Regions from separate parts of the Macaca mulatta genome. Here region 2 is linked to region 1. Evidence: chromatin contacts called from public Hi-C data. All regions are on one chromosome and are shown on one strand. The core of a region is the stretch at or near the end of the contact, and the rest is flanking DNA. Distances in the headings are between cores, read along the strand shown. Region 1 overlaps NFIA (nuclear factor I A). Region 2 overlaps C1H1orf87 (chromosome 1 C1orf87 homolog).

Region 1 (4,463 bases), core at 1,719-4,218:
CCCTTCTTCTTACTTACCTAAGTAGCAAACCAACCCATTCATCATTCCTAACCAGAAACCTCCTTTCCATCCCCCAGAACAACTGAACTCATCAAAAGGTGTGGAGTTACTGATAGAAGGGTTTGAGTTGGGCATTGGATGTAAAGGTGTGCATTCCGTCTTCTTTCTCCCACTGGGTCCAGCCATGATGCTTCTGCTTGCCCATGCATTATCGTGAGCTCAGACTTTGGCAATTCATCTCCGGTTTCTTTACACTGAGAGTGTTTCTAATAATATAATAGATTTTCATTTTGAAACAGATGCCACAGAGGATTCGTTAGCAGGAAAACCCTACCGTGTAACTAACACTATAAAGTTATCAAATGTAAGGTCAGGTGGTTAGATTGTTAGCTTCTGGGGACCAGTTGGTAATTAGATAAGAGGGCTTTGTGAAGAAAAACCAGTTGAAACCAACACATATTAGTGGAACGTATTTTGTGTATTCTATACTGTTCTAGGTGCTAGCAGAAATATGGAGAAATACAAGAGTATTTCTCCCAACACTTACATTATTAGTTTTAGGGTAAAATTTTCTCCCATTCTCCCGTTTTTCAAGTTCATGCCTTAGTTCTGTTATAATAAAATCATGAGGATAATGTTCAAAGAACGTATGCCCTAGCTCAAGCATTGAGCTGATAAATTTCCTTCCTGAAATTACTACCTTCATTCAAGAATTTCAATGTTCCTCATTTCGTCATCTTCATATAGCTAGGGCGACTTGAGAACAGACTTTAGGGCAGGTAGGAATGACAGCCTATGGCCTCATTTTACACAAGTTGCAATATGTACGCATCTATGAGACAGCAGCGTATTTTGGAGATACCTGTTTTATTCTCTGATTCGTAATTGTGCTTCCATGTCATGGAAACACACATTGGTTGGTGTAAGAGTGTGGACTGGATAGGTATATTTCTGGAAACTTTAGCTACTTCTTTTTGGTACCATTTCCCAACAATGAGCAATCCAGGGCTCTTTTTAGTAAATAAAGGGCAGAGCTGTGATCCAGTCGACAGGTCACTTTGGTTATTTATTTATTTATTTATTTTGACACAGAGTCTTGCTCTGTCACCCAGGCTGGAGTGCAGTGGTGTGATCTCAGCTCACAGCAACCTCCGCCTCCTGGGTTCAAGCAATTATCCTGCCTCACTCAGCCTCCCGAGTAGCTGGGATTACAGGCATGCACCACCATGCCTGGCTAATTTTTGTATTTTTGGTAGAGACGGGATTTCACCATGTTGGCCAGGTTAGTCTCGAACTTCTGACCTCAGGTGATTCACCTGCCTTGGCCTCCCAAAGTGCTGGGATTACAAGTGTGAGCCACCGTGCCAGAACTATAGGTCACTTTGAAACTTATTAGTGTTCTTCATATCACCTTGTTGAATCAGCGCATTGACCTTCCCAAGTCCCAGTCTCAGTACTTTTGAATGTGGGTATCTCCCTGAGTCAATTGCAGGGCACAGGCTGTTCTGTGTAGTTTTAGCTCTGGGAAAGCAGATACTTATTACAATGAAATGACTTTTTACAACAGACAGGAATAAAATTTGCTTAAGAAGCTGAATTGCTGCTCTTGATCATGGGGGATGGAGTGTTCAGTTAGGGCCACTGGTGAGAGTCTAATAAACTCATATTACTTATGATTGACATTAAATGGAGCAGTCTCATGGGCCGGTTACTCAGAAAGTCAATTGCCAGAAGCTTGTAGTAAAAACTCAGTGTTTTCAAATAATTTAGATGCTCCAAAAGATATTAGTATAACATGGACTGCTGAGTGTCCGAGGCAACAGAGCTGACTGAACATAAACAAGATGAGCATAGTCACATATTTATTTGAAGAACTCCTGAAGATGCCCAGAGCATAGGGATGATGGGAACGATTTTGAAATGGTTGAAAGAGAAGGAGGGGTTATATTAATACCAAATGTATTTAGGCCCAAGGACATTGTCTCCTTTAACCCTGTGTAATCCTCACAATACCAAGGCATAATTATCCCCATTTCACGGAGGGAAACAGAGACTCATAGTTACAATTTGTAAGAGGCTTGGATAGGGCTGCTTCTGTGCTAGTCTGGCCCCAAAGCCAGTAGATTATCCTTTAGATTCTGGGCCCCTCAGCCTTCTCAGTCTGGGCTTGATTTACTTGTCCAACTTTATCTTCCAACGCGAATGATTGACTCTTTTTTTTTTGACAACGTCATCTCAAACTTTAGTATCTGTTTTCTAGGCTGAGCTTACTAGAACAACCTCTGAACTGCAATGGACTCACGGAGATGCCCACACACAGATGCTCTGAGACTCCACTGGCCAATTCCAATACCCATCCTTGATTTGTTTACTCAGCCTTGCTGCATCTATTTGGATACTTAATCAAACCAATTTGTCCCTTTTTTGAATTTTTCTCTCGCTAATCAGCTTGCAAGATCCTATTTTCATTCTCAGTAAACGCTGCTGGTGCCTGATTCAGTGCTCCGCACGTTGTTGTCTCTCCAGAAATCCTTGCTGGTTGCTTGTAAGGTACCCACTCTCCCTGCTTCCCTTCCCACCCTCTCCCCCAACAAAAGCTGGTGCAGAAACATCCCAAAAGGGGCCAGGTTCCACGTGCTCCGTCCCCTTCCTCTGTCCCCTTACTGTCACCCACAAGGCCCAAATATAAAAGGCGAAAGGCGCCGTTGCAATCAGAGCCCTAAAACAAAAGGCTCAAGGGGCGACTTAATTGACTCAGCCCCAACCAACTCAAACTTCCCCGTGGTCAGATTGTTCTTTCCCGCCACCACTCCGTCTTCCTGGAAAACGCGTGAGGGGTGTGTGTGTGTGTGTGTGTGTGTGTGTGTGTGTGTGTGTGTTGGGGGGAAATGGGAGAGGGTTGCAATAGTGCCGAAGGTGGAGGCAGGGTGGGGTGCGGGGAGAACGTTTCCCAGGGAACCTGAGAGTCGCAGATCTCGCGGCTGGCGACTCCCAACTCTCCCAAGGAAAGCCGCGGGCTTAGCTCGTTCATCAGTGTCACATTTCAATGGCAGCGCGGCGCGGCCTCGGCCAGATGCCCGCGCCGGGCCGCGCGCCTTCCCGGCACGGTTCGGCCCGTCGGCGATTCAGACACCACCAACCCACAAAGCCCAGATGAGAGCCCGGGGCTGGGGGAGGCCCGGAAAACCCTGCGCGCCTCTCCTTCCTGCCGCCCCCATTACCCGGGGCTCCTTCGCGGCCTGCAGCCGGGCAGTACAGGTCGAGTTCGGGCCTCGGTGGCTGGAGCCCGGCCGTCCCTGCGCCCCGCTGCGGTCGTGGCTTAGGGGTTCCGTCCTTCCTGCCTTCGAAGGCCAGGGCTCTCCTCGCCCTCCACACTGGTTCCCCCGGGAGCCACTATCTGGGGCCAGGGTAGCCGAGCTTTCTGATCGCAGCCCAGCTCTGCGCGACAGCGGGGCCGCGGACACAGCGTCAGCAGAGCGGCAAGGCACTTTCTAGACTTGGGGATCTTTCGGTTTGCGAACAGGGTGGCGAGTTGAACTCGGTCCCCAGCGCCTCTGCTTTTACCCGGCCGCCGCGAGCCGACACCAGAGGGCGCCGTTTTAATGCGCTTCTGGCAAGGACGCACGCTCCGGGAGAGCCCTGGCGTCGAGGCCGGGCTGGGATCTGGGGACTCGCTGCGGCGCCCTCTCCCCTATGGCGCTCGGCCTGGGATGCAACAGCGAGCCCCGCTTCCTTCTTCGCGAGGGGAGGTTTACTGCAGTGGATCGCGCCCTGGCTTTGCACAGAATGAGGGTACCTTGCAGCCGTCCGGGTGAGGAGGAGTGGCCCCCTACCTGAAGCCGTGCCCCCGCCTAACTGCTAAGGAACGCGTCTGCAGGCGTTGTTCAATTGCGAACGACTCATTAATTTTCCAGCACTTGTGCAGAATACTTTAAAATGGAAAAATGAAGGTCTTCGATGAAAATGAAGCTTGATAGTGTGCACCTGCCACTAATGTACAGTGCACGGCAACTTCCCCTCATTAGAGCGATGTCTTGGGTTGAGAACAAGTCATATAGTGAAAATCACTTCAACACGTGCCTGTTCATATGCATAAACTCCTGTGTACCAGATGGCAAAATATAATGACATCTTAAACAGCTAATTGCATAAACCTTGTAATGCAGATAATTGCTCTACCAAAGTAGGAGTTAATAATTTCCCACTGTATTGCCTGGCTTCAGAGTAATCCTCAAGGAAAGTTGTGACAATTCTAACACACTAAAGTTCACCAAGAGGTAATTAAAACTAGCACTTAAATCATTTGACTTTCAAACCCTTAATTATGATTGGGAAGAACTGCTTTGTGGAAACCCAGAATTTATGGATGGTTATGTGATAACATTTAATGCCTGTATTTCATCGTTTTCTTTAATATATTTTATTCTGGAAAATTATTCCAATAGCAAGAGGTTTCCATTTTG
Region 2 (4,449 bases), core at 1,312-3,811, 1.0 Mb after region 1:
GAGACAGAGGCCTCACTCTGTTGCCTGGGCTACAGTGGCATGATCATGACTCACTGCAACCTCGACCTCCCAGGCTCAAATGATTCTCTCACCTTAGTTGGTGCATGCCACCATACCTCGCTAATTTCTTTTTTCTTACAGTCATAAACATATTCCAAATCCATGTCTTATATTTCCAGAGGCAGGGTGAGGGGAAATGGCCAAAGGAAGCAAACCTAGGCAGGACTGAGAGCAGCCATCCTATCCAGAGAACTTTGAAGATGCAATTGACCAACTCAAAGAATGAGGTTTACATAAATGAAAGGACCACTGTTCTAATGAGAGAGATAAACAATAAATAGGCAATGAACAAACCAGAACAGAATAGAAAATGAACATACTGGAATAGAATAGAATAAATTAGGACCCCAACTGTTGTGGCCTACTGTTAAGAATAACCACTAGAGAGTAATTGAGAGGGTGGAACCATGCTCAATAGTACTTGCACATTTAAAAATGAGTCATATTTTGTATCTTAAACTGAGATGATAGGTATCTACCACTGCCCAACTCTAATGGACTAGCAGTGGCTTTCTGCAAAATGACAAGGCACTGCCTCTGGATTCTTTAAGAAAGAATTTCACCATCACTCTTATAGTTTGCTCACACAAAGGAGAGTAAAAGAGGCCAGGCACAGTGGCACATGCCTATAATCCCAGCACTTCAAGAGGCCTAAGGGGGAGGATTGCTTGAGCTCAGGAGTTCGAGACCAGTCTGGGCAACATAGTGAAACTTCATCGCTACAAAAAATTTAAAAAATTAGCTGAGAGTGGTGGCACATACCTGCAATCCCAGCTACTCATGAGGCTTAGGTGGGAGGATCATTTGAGCACAGGAGATCAAGGCTACAGTGAACCATGATCGTGCCTCTGTACTCCAGCCTGGGCAACAGAGTAAGACCCTGACTCAAAAAAAAAAAAAAAAAATGATCCCTACTTGAAGCAATCTCTTTCCCCTCATTCCATAATGTACTGTAGTGGTTAACCTTAGGCAATCAAGAGACTTGCAGTCTCTAGGCTTTAGTTTCTCCCTCTGTGAAATGGGTTATTGTAAGGATTCAATTAGTTAATATTGGTGAAATGCTTGGAGCAGTTCTTGGGACATAATAAATTTTATATTTACATATTGGTTATTATAATTATTATTGTTGTATCCCAGTTAATTTTCTGCATAACTTCTCTCCCCCATGGGTCAGAGATCTTCCAGAGGTAGCAGAATAATTCTCTAAATCCTCTGTATTCCCAAGCACAGTATCTGACACATAGAAACTTGCAATTAGGGGCTTATGAGTGAGTTATTGATCTTCAGTGATGCCATGATCTACACTGCAACTCCTTCCAACAGCCATCAAAATCTACCCAATCTTAACATGGAAAGCTTACTGACATTGGTATTAGCATATATAATGTGTGGGCACCAGAGCACATCCTGCAGTCATACACATTACCACCTCTATTATGCAGATTCAAACTCTGAGCTATGAGAAGTTAGATGCCTTACCTCTGATTGCACAGCAAGCTGGAGGGAGTCACAGGACAGCCAATCTTCTGCATCTTTGTATTCTGCAACTACAGATTCGACCAACTGCATATCAAAAATATTTTTAAAAATAGACATAAAATATAATGACATGACGACAAAAAACATTAAGAATTTTAAAACACAGTATAACAATTATTTACGCTGTATTTGCATTGTATTAGGTGTTACAAGTAATCTAGAGATGGTTTAAAGTACATGGGAGAATGTGGATAGGTTAGATGCAAATACTACTCCATTTTATATCGGGGCTTGAGCATCCATGGGTGTAGGTATCACTGTTGGGGAGGGGAATATCATGGACCCAGTCCCTGCGGATACCAAGGAACATCTATAAATACATTTAGAGAAATGCATTTTAAAATTAAGTTGTTTAATCCCTGCATGCTTAGGAGCGTGTTTGGAGACTTTAACAAGATAAAATGAACTCAAGACAATTAGAAATTACTTCTGCTAGGCACCCCCAGTGTTTCAAATATTGGCCTTGTAAGTTTTAAAGCTACAAAGAAAAGCTTAAATTGCTTTAGAATTTTTCTGTGAATCTTATTGGATCCCATCTTGTTCTCTCTCCCCTGAAATCACCCTCAGATTCTTCCTGAAATCTGTAATGCATACCCACGAGTTCAAATACTTTTTAAGATGCTACTTGATTTTTAAGAAGCTTAAAGTTGCAAAATATTATCATTTAGCCTTTACCTGAAAGTCATTCAAGCTAATATGTAGTTTTCTCTGTTTTCCCTCCGTCCTCTTTAAAAAACCTTCCACCTACCCAATCCAATCACAGGAGTTCTGGAGAAGGAACGAGCCAGACGCCTCATTCACAACTACAATCTCATTTACAACCTGTCCCTGAGCCCTCGGAAAATCGACCAGGCCTTGCGCAGATTCCATTTGGGAGAAAATATGCTCTTGGAGCCAGCACTGCGGTACTTAAAGGAGCTATGATAACAAGCCCATATTGTGAGAACAGATGTTTCCCTTATCTCCCTTTTTACCCAGACACGTGTTTCTCCCCAGCCTGAGTATAGTGGCGGAGACATTGTCAGAGTGCAGGCCGATGCAGCTATTGTAGATGCTTTTGATTTGGACTTGGTTTCTGGCTATGATGCTCGCTCATAAGCAGCTCAAAGTGATCAGAGGAAACCTAGTTTTATCTTTCGATGTGGCAAGAACCCAGCTACTTAGAACCTCCTTCTGTTTTAATAAAGCTTATTATTAATATTACATGTTTGATTTTTTCCTACACTGCTAATCAAACTGTTGTTTCAAACCCCACAATTCCACATCACATAGTAAAAACCACATTACATGTTGCCACTTGCCCACAGTGCCTGGAACCTAGTAGACCTATAAACATCGTTTTTGGATAGGTAAATCATCCCTTCTCCTGATCATTATTCTGGGAAGGATTTCCACATTGGAAGAAAAATGAAAGTATTACCAATGCTCTATCTTAATCTTAAGCAGTAGAAGAACCATTTCAAGTGAGGTTTTCTGAACAACTCCAATATTTTCGGCAGTACAAAACTAAACAATGTTACACTGTCTCCAGGGGTATTTTCCAAAAGTCCCAGATAGAAGTTTTGAGGAAGGACTTCTTGGGAAAAAGGGTTTTGGGAATAGGTAACATCCTCTGCTCTGCCTGGACAGGAAAACCAGGTGGAACTTTCCATCAGTTCCCATAGTTCTTCTGTTCTTAACATCCCCCCGACTTTGCACCTCTCACATAGCACACAGTTACACACATATCACACCCCACTGGTAGCATGAGCTCGTTGAAGAGACACTGGCCTGGAGCTTCAGAGATAATGTGCTCCCAACACCATCACTAATACTGGGTGATCAGGGTACTGAGTTTCCAATCTGTGTGCCAGACAAAATGAACAAGTTAGGTCAAGGGGAAAATCAAACAGAAAGGCCTCTGAGCATCCCTTTCTGTGCATTTTATCAAATAAGGTGCTTCATGTACTCTTATAGACAAGACCTCAAGAACAAAACTATTTGGATCCACTAAAATAAATGCTCTCTAAGGTCTCCTAGTCTGACCTGCTTTGGTTTTTATAATCCTTGTGTTGTCCAGAAAAATGACTCTTGAAGCCGACGGGCTACCCTTTCTAGAACCCCTTGGACTTTCTAGCTGCCTTTGAGGTCAAAAGAGTAAGCAAATAGACACTGCTTTCTCATTCTACCAAAATGCCAAGTAAGGATAATTAGAATAGTAGGTCAAAAAATTTAATATGCCTTGAGCAACGACTGTGTTTGAGGAACCTGACATATTTTGTTTGATCTATCTCTGACAATTAAATAAGACAGGTTTCACCTCTCTGTTTCACAAATGAGGAAACAGGCTCAGAGATGTGAGGACAAGAAGGCTGTTAGGTTGTGTCAGTTAACATCTGCCAGAAGGTTCGTGCTTCCTGTGAAGGACTGGTCAAATGATACTGAGAAGGTCTCACTTTACCCTTCATCTCTGGGAGTAAGTGGGTTGGAGAGGCAGTTCGGGTAAAAGAAGTTCCTAAACCTGAAGTTGGGGTTATTAGACAAAATCATAAGGTCCTGAACAGCAATGATTTTCCCTTGCCCCATTCTTAATATCCAATATCTAGTATAGTTTTTGATAAGTAGCTCAGCATCACCAAGCTACACAAATGCAGGGGGCTGCATTTACATAGAATGCAGCATGAAAGGTGACACCAGAGCTGTGTGACCACAGGTTAAGCGTGACCACAGGTTAAGCGTAACCTGTACTATAGTCTTGGCTGAATGAATACTTCTATAAGTGGGGTAACCTTTACCAGATCTAGATCCACAGTCACCCTACCACCCCACCCCCCTGTATTTCCACAGAGAGTAGAAAAAGAATAAATAAGC

What was found. Hi-C and Micro-C count contacts between places; a contact is called where the count stands out from the background.
Region 2: a Hi-C map of fetal cortical plate shows a contact between it and region 1, with 2.3 times the contacts expected there. The contact joins two enhancer-like sites. A contact is called at or near these places in 2 of 14 Hi-C or Micro-C datasets (cortical neurons and fetal cortical plate).

What each region holds. Positions count from the first base shown.
Region 1 is chr1:179,609,658-179,614,120 of T2T-MMU8v2.0, forward strand. All of the region lies in intron 1 of NFIA (nuclear factor I A), which reads right to left. Among named protein-coding and RNA genes, the nearest start is that of NFIA, 180 kb to the right of the region's middle. Within about 2 kb of position 2,969, at least 15 of the 40 cell types and tissues checked have an H3K27ac peak or open chromatin away from gene starts, as enhancers often do. A contact at or near this core is called in fetal cortical plate, where this site is marked.
Region 2 is chr1:180,640,035-180,644,483 of T2T-MMU8v2.0, forward strand. C1H1orf87 (chromosome 1 C1orf87 homolog) reads left to right here. Exons shown (of 12, transcript XM_028833091.2): 12 at 2,363-2,797. The coding sequence ends at 2,523. Among named protein-coding and RNA genes, the nearest start is that of CYP2J2, 69 kb to the right of the region's middle. Within about 2 kb of position 2,562, at least 4 of the 40 cell types and tissues checked have an H3K27ac peak or open chromatin away from gene starts, as enhancers often do. A contact at or near this core is called in fetal cortical plate, where this site is marked.